Regions from separate parts of the Rattus norvegicus genome. Here region 1 is linked to region 2. The links are chromatin contacts, called in public Hi-C maps. All regions are on one chromosome and are shown on one strand. Each heading gives the region's core, a stretch centred on a gene start, on an enhancer-like site or on the middle of the called end of the contact. The rest is flanking DNA. Distances are from core to core; before and after follow the strand shown. Region 1 has its middle 15 kb from the start of Loxl2. Region 2 holds the start of Entpd4 (ectonucleoside triphosphate diphosphohydrolase 4).

Region 1 (2,771 bases), core at 53-2,552, 38 kb before region 2:
GCCAAGTTAGGTAGCTTTCAGAAGTTCTGACCCACACACCTGAAAGACCTAAAGGAAGGAATTGTTTATTTTGGCTCAAGGTTTAAGAAAAGGCTTAAAATCATAGTGCTAGGAATGTGGAAAAGAGAAGGCTGCCTATATTTGGGGGTAGAGGGATGAGGGAAGAGAGAAAGACAGACAGACAGACAGACAAAGACTCAGAGAAAGCCTTCAAAACAGCACACTGGGGGTAAATACACAGGCTATTCCATTTTGGCCATTTTCAAACAGTTCTGTGCAGCACCTGCGATTGTGTGCCATGGTGATGTTGCCCAGGTTTAAGTCCCAGCTCTTCCTTCTCTAGTCATGTGCTTCACTGACATTTCAACTCTGCACCTCAAGTATGAGAAGGATGGTAACTGTTGGTTTCTAGGCTTGCTTTACGGCTTGAACTCACCCATGTCTAAAAGGATGCAGTTCTGTGTCTATTTTGTGCTTGTTCAGAAACACCAGCTCTCTACCCTGCAGTGGAACCTTTCTCTCTCCTACCCCCCCCCCCATCTCTCTCACACCTTCCTCTCTTTTGATAGGGTCAGCTAGCTCTTGGCTGCCCAGAGGAGTGTGCTACACCGAGCTTGTACACAGCTCTTTAGGAGACCTCTGGGAGAGGCGTAGTCTGCCAGAAGGTATGAGTAGTTTCCTTTTTATTAGAACCAGGTCATTACTTGTGTCAAAGATTGACTCAAGTCACTTTCCAAGAAACAACAGATGTGAAATATATGGTAGTTTTACTTTAGGTCTATTGGAACTAGAAGGCACTACTAAGGTTTTGGGTTGTCAACTTGAAGAAAAAACATAATCAATTAACTTAGTTTGAAATTTGTCTCCATTCAGTCACACCTCTAGTTGAATATTTTTTTATTTAATTCAATATATCTAAAATGTTATCTCTCAGGCAACAGTGGGAATTTGTATTGTATAGGGCCTTAGAGGCCGTTTCTATGGCAGCTCAAGTGCAATTTCAGAGCTGATTCAACCCCAACCCCCCTTAACATGATCTGAATTAAGTTTTGCGAGCTTGTCATGTTAAAAGTCAGACAACTGGGTGTTATTAAGCAGGGGTCTATAGAAGAACCATAATGTTAGCGTGCGTGTGTGTCTGTGTGTCAATAAAGGAGATTTATTAGACTGGATTACATGATATGGGCTGAGACAGAGAGAAGGAGGAAGAGAGGAGAGGAGAGAAGATAAATCCTTTTGTGAGAGAAATACAATGATTTGAACTCAAGATAGTTCACAGCGCCACCTAGTGGAAGGACTATATAACCACCACCCACGCCCCCACCCTGGCCTTGCCCATCTTGAACACCAGGGCTGTGCTTCCTGCTTTTATTAGAACTCTCTAATCCTCACAATCTCCCTTATTATTATTGCTGTGTGTGTGTGTGTGTGTGTGTGTGTGTGTGTGTGTGTGTGTGTGTGTGTGTGTGTGTGTGTGTGTAGAAAGTATGTGCATGCTTTTGTACTATGGCACATGAAGGTCGGAAGACAAGTTCATGGAGTCAGTTCTCTTTATCCACCTTACATGGATTCTGGACATGAAACTCTAGTGAGTCAAGTTTGACATGCAATCACCTTTCCCTACTGAGCCATCTCACAGGTCCAATTTTCCTTACTCAGACTCAGTCCTTGGAGGATTTCTTTCTCTTGAATCATCACTGGTCAATCTGCTTTGGTCCCTCACACAGGGGGATGGGAATGCACATGAGACAGTCCTATATTACAGGGGAGGAAGGCAGTATAAAGAAAAGGCTTTCTTTTCAAAGTTTAACAACTGGAGGTTTAGAAAGTGTTCTTTAGGCAAAGCATCTCTGGCATCCGTTCAAGTGATAGCAAACAGCTTAGAGCTGGAGTTGTGTTTGTGTAGTATCCTACAAACCATAGTCATAGCCAGTTGTGTGAAGCTGAGTGTATCTGACCATTTGAGTGCTATGGACTGTGAGGTGGCCTTGGGGAATCATGAGAGAGTGCTTGTTTGGTGTTCCTGGGCTCCATCTTCCAGTGAAACCAAAGCAAAACCAAGACCCCTCTCCCACTTACAACCATGCTGGATTATTATTTACAGGAATATACATTCTTTTATATTGAGCAAATGACAAAAACACATAATAAATATTTTAGGGACCATCTCAAAAGTTCTGAGTTCCTTCTTTCTTAGAATTACATTTTTTTTTCTGAGCCTTCAGTCATGCGGAATATGAAGAATTGCATTTTAGTTAGGGATTACGTTTCTAATGTGTGAACTTTGCAGGGCATATTCAAGTCAAAGCAGAAAAATGGCTGGGTGCTTCAGAAAATTCTCCTGTGCTACCATAACCAGAATAAAAAGATTTCAGGGTGCTGGGTAGGATTCATTAAAGGTTAAGATTCTGAATCTTTTGTTGTTGTTGTTATTGTTTTGTTTTAAAATCTGGGTAGAGAAGATGAACCCTTTAAGAAAAGAGAATGCCAAGTCTGGTTCCTGGAGTTCAAGTCATCTACAAGACAAAGCAAGGCAAAGACAGGGTAGGCGATCTGTGGTGACCCATGGAGTTCAGCAGTAAGCCTGAGAGAGCTGGACTTTTTAGAGAGAATGCTATGCTGATGCTCAGTGTGAAAAGGCGCCAAGCTCAACAGTCCCTAAACACTTATTATGTGTCTTTATAATATAAATCAATTAATATAAAAAATGGACATTCCCCTAAATAACAAATCAGCATGGTTATTGGAGGGGGCAGGTCTTGGTTTTCATG
Region 2 (2,772 bases), core at 159-2,658:
CCCTCTTCTGGATAGCTTGTGCAATCACACACCCTTCAGGGCCCTGGGTAATACTTTTTAAATCTAGATTTAACTTGTTACACTTTCTAATGTCTTCCTGCACTTCAAATCTCACGATCCACAGGCAGCCTCGTATAAACAAACTGAACACATACTGGGGGGAAGACCCCTTAGACCAATTCTCATGTTTGACTCAAAGTCTCATATCACACACTTCCTGATAGAGCTAAAAGAATGCAAGCCATAAATTCAATGAGCAGCAAAAACAAGTGGTGGGGGCCAGCAGGATAGCTCAGCAGGCCAAAGCACTCAACCTGCAAGCATAACTATTTAAATTCATTTCCTGGAACCTCAGAAAAAGTTATTCTGTAAACTCCAGTCATGGGGGGCAGGCATGTGTACATGCCCCGCTCCCCATCATCCACTCCCACAATGCAATAATAATAAATTTTAAAACAGATGTTAAATCAACATTAAGATAAGCAAAAAAAAAAAATAGCTACTCACAGAAAATAAGCATAGTTCTGTAACTATGTCAAACAATTAACAAACCAGATAACAGACAACTTAAACATAATATGACACAGATCTTAGGCTCCTCTGAGGATGGAAGTGTAGGTAGTTTCCTCTCACAAAAGCTTTATAAAGCCTTCAACCTAACGTTAACTAAGTGTCTAATTAAGGATTGTTACTGACCTCTAGTTTACTATGTAACATGCAGGTCTTGAATTATAACAAACATCAACAGAGAGTAGCATCATCTCTTTTGTTTCCTGGTGACAAATGGTCTCAGCACCTGTGTTCACCTAGCTGGGGTCTGAGGCGCCCTGCAGGTTCTGGAGTTATATTCCTGAGAATGGGAGACTTGTCCCTTTAAAAAGAGTCTACGCATGACTCAAGTTGAGAAAGACAACCGTGCACCATCGCTGATCTCCCGTTCCGCCACATTTTTTCCACGGGGGATTCTAACAGGAAACTTCCCCAAAGCGCAGAGCAAAGCAAATACGTGATGCTACATGCGTCGTCGTCAGATTTCGGGAGGCAGGCAGAGGCCATCCAGCCCCGGGATCAATAGTCCTTCTCCCTCAGCCCACACTCGCCATGGGGTCAGGGCGCTCCCGGGACCCGGCAAGGTGTCGGGGACAAGCACCTGTCACCGGGGTCACGGGGGTGCGGCGGGGCGCCCGGATATGGCGAGGGAGTCGGTTGGACAGGGCCGTGGCCTCCCGCTGCCCTCACCCCTCCGGACCCCGGCCTCACCTGCTGGGCGGGCCGCGGCTCCGGGGGAGCGGGCGGCCAATAGCGCACCGCATCCCGGCCACCAGCTTTGCGGAGGTTCGGCTCCTTCGGGAGTCACGCTGCGCGCGCCCGCCAACGTCACGTCACAACTCGCGCCGGCGCGCGCACGTAGGGGGCGAGAGCGCGCGCGCTGGGGAGGGTGGGGAAACGGGCCTGCGTGGGGCGGGGTCTACCAAATGATTGGCACCACAAGCTGGGTTAGCCTCTGGACGCCCGCTGGGCTCCCTCTGGGCTGAATGAATCAGGTCCACGTGGTTCCTGGCCACCTCTGGCTAGCCTGGCTGTCCCCAAGCCGCAAGGTGATGGTGAGACCCTGGTTTATCTTTTCTTCGTGCTCCGGAGCATTCTAGAAAACAACAGTCTAGCAAGGTCTAGGCCTTGTAGTTCAACCAAAGGATACTATCATTCATTCATTCATTCATTCATTCATTCATTCATTCATTCATTCTTGTGTGCATGATTGCATGATTAGGAGTGGTGGGGTGCATGTGCTGCAGCTCGTGTCTGGGCATGTCAAGGATAATTTTCTGACGAAGGTTCTCTCCAGAAGGGGATCGTCGAACACAGACCCCCAAGCTTGCATGGCGAGTACTTTTATCCACTGGGTCATCTCACCCAATCAGTTCTGCACATTTTTCCTTTCTGTCAGTAACTCTTATTTTATAAATGGGAAGGTATTTCCTCAGTGTTTTGTCTTTCCCAAGCCAAACATCCTGTGACCTGGTTTTGGGGAGAAATAAGGTAGAATGCTTGCTTCTGCATACTGACTCCAAAATGTATTTCTAGCTCAAGGCACCTCTGTTGTAGTATCCTCTCTAACCCGAATCGGCCCGTACAAAGAAAACGCAACTCGATTAATATGAAAACAATCTAGCGTCTAGATTGGGCAGATCTACCCTACACTGTCCTATTCCTTGCTCCCAAATCCCTCATCACTTGCACCTTCTATTTGCCAGGTCTCCAGCTTCTCCTTCTCCCACAACTCCTCTCTTCGATTTCTCCTTTTTTTCCCCCCCTCCTCTTGACTCCTCCCATCTCGCTCCCGACTCCTCCCCCTGCCCAAATCTCGAGCTCTTGCCTTTATTTTACAAATTCAGTGGGAGCCCCTGATAAGGTCACCTGAGTCCTGAGTACGTGACTAGGCAGCCATCCTTGGGGGAGCAGAATCAGCATCAAAACAGAGAGAACTCCAAGGCAAACCACAACACACCTCCATACCTCAGATACTTGCTTTGAATTTGCAGAGCTGTGACACTTGAGATGAAGCCCTGGGTATAGGGCTTAGACCACAGATGGGACCACCCTATAGCCGCCTGAAGATATTTTTATGTGTAGAGCTTTATAAAGTCCTATTTATTAGGTAAAACATGTGGGCACAGACCCAGTCATTTTCCAACTTAAAACAGAATCCTTGGTCTAGCACCAACTTTGGTCACCTGCCCTTTCTGGTAATGTTATACGGCTGGACTTGAA

The links. Hi-C and Micro-C count contacts between places; a contact is called where the count stands out from the background.
Region 1: a contact with region 2 is called in a Hi-C map of the A7r5 cell line, with 2.3 times the contacts expected there. The contact joins the enhancer-like site here to the promoter of Entpd4 in region 2. A contact is called at or near these places in 3 of 12 Hi-C or Micro-C datasets (the A7r5 cell line, the Rat2 cell line and hepatocytes).

Annotation. Positions count from the first base shown.
Region 1 is chr15:51,076,917-51,079,687 of GRCr8, reverse strand. No RefSeq gene overlaps it. Among named protein-coding and RNA genes, the nearest start is that of Loxl2, 15 kb to the left of the region's middle. Within about 2 kb of position 1,302, at least 1 of the 93 cell types and tissues checked has an H3K27ac peak or open chromatin away from gene starts, as enhancers often do. A contact at or near this core is called in the A7r5 cell line, where this site is marked.
Region 2 is chr15:51,039,310-51,042,081 of GRCr8, reverse strand. It overlaps Entpd4 (ectonucleoside triphosphate diphosphohydrolase 4), which reads right to left and starts at 1,408. Exons shown (of 13, transcript NM_001401664.1): 1 at 1,261-1,408.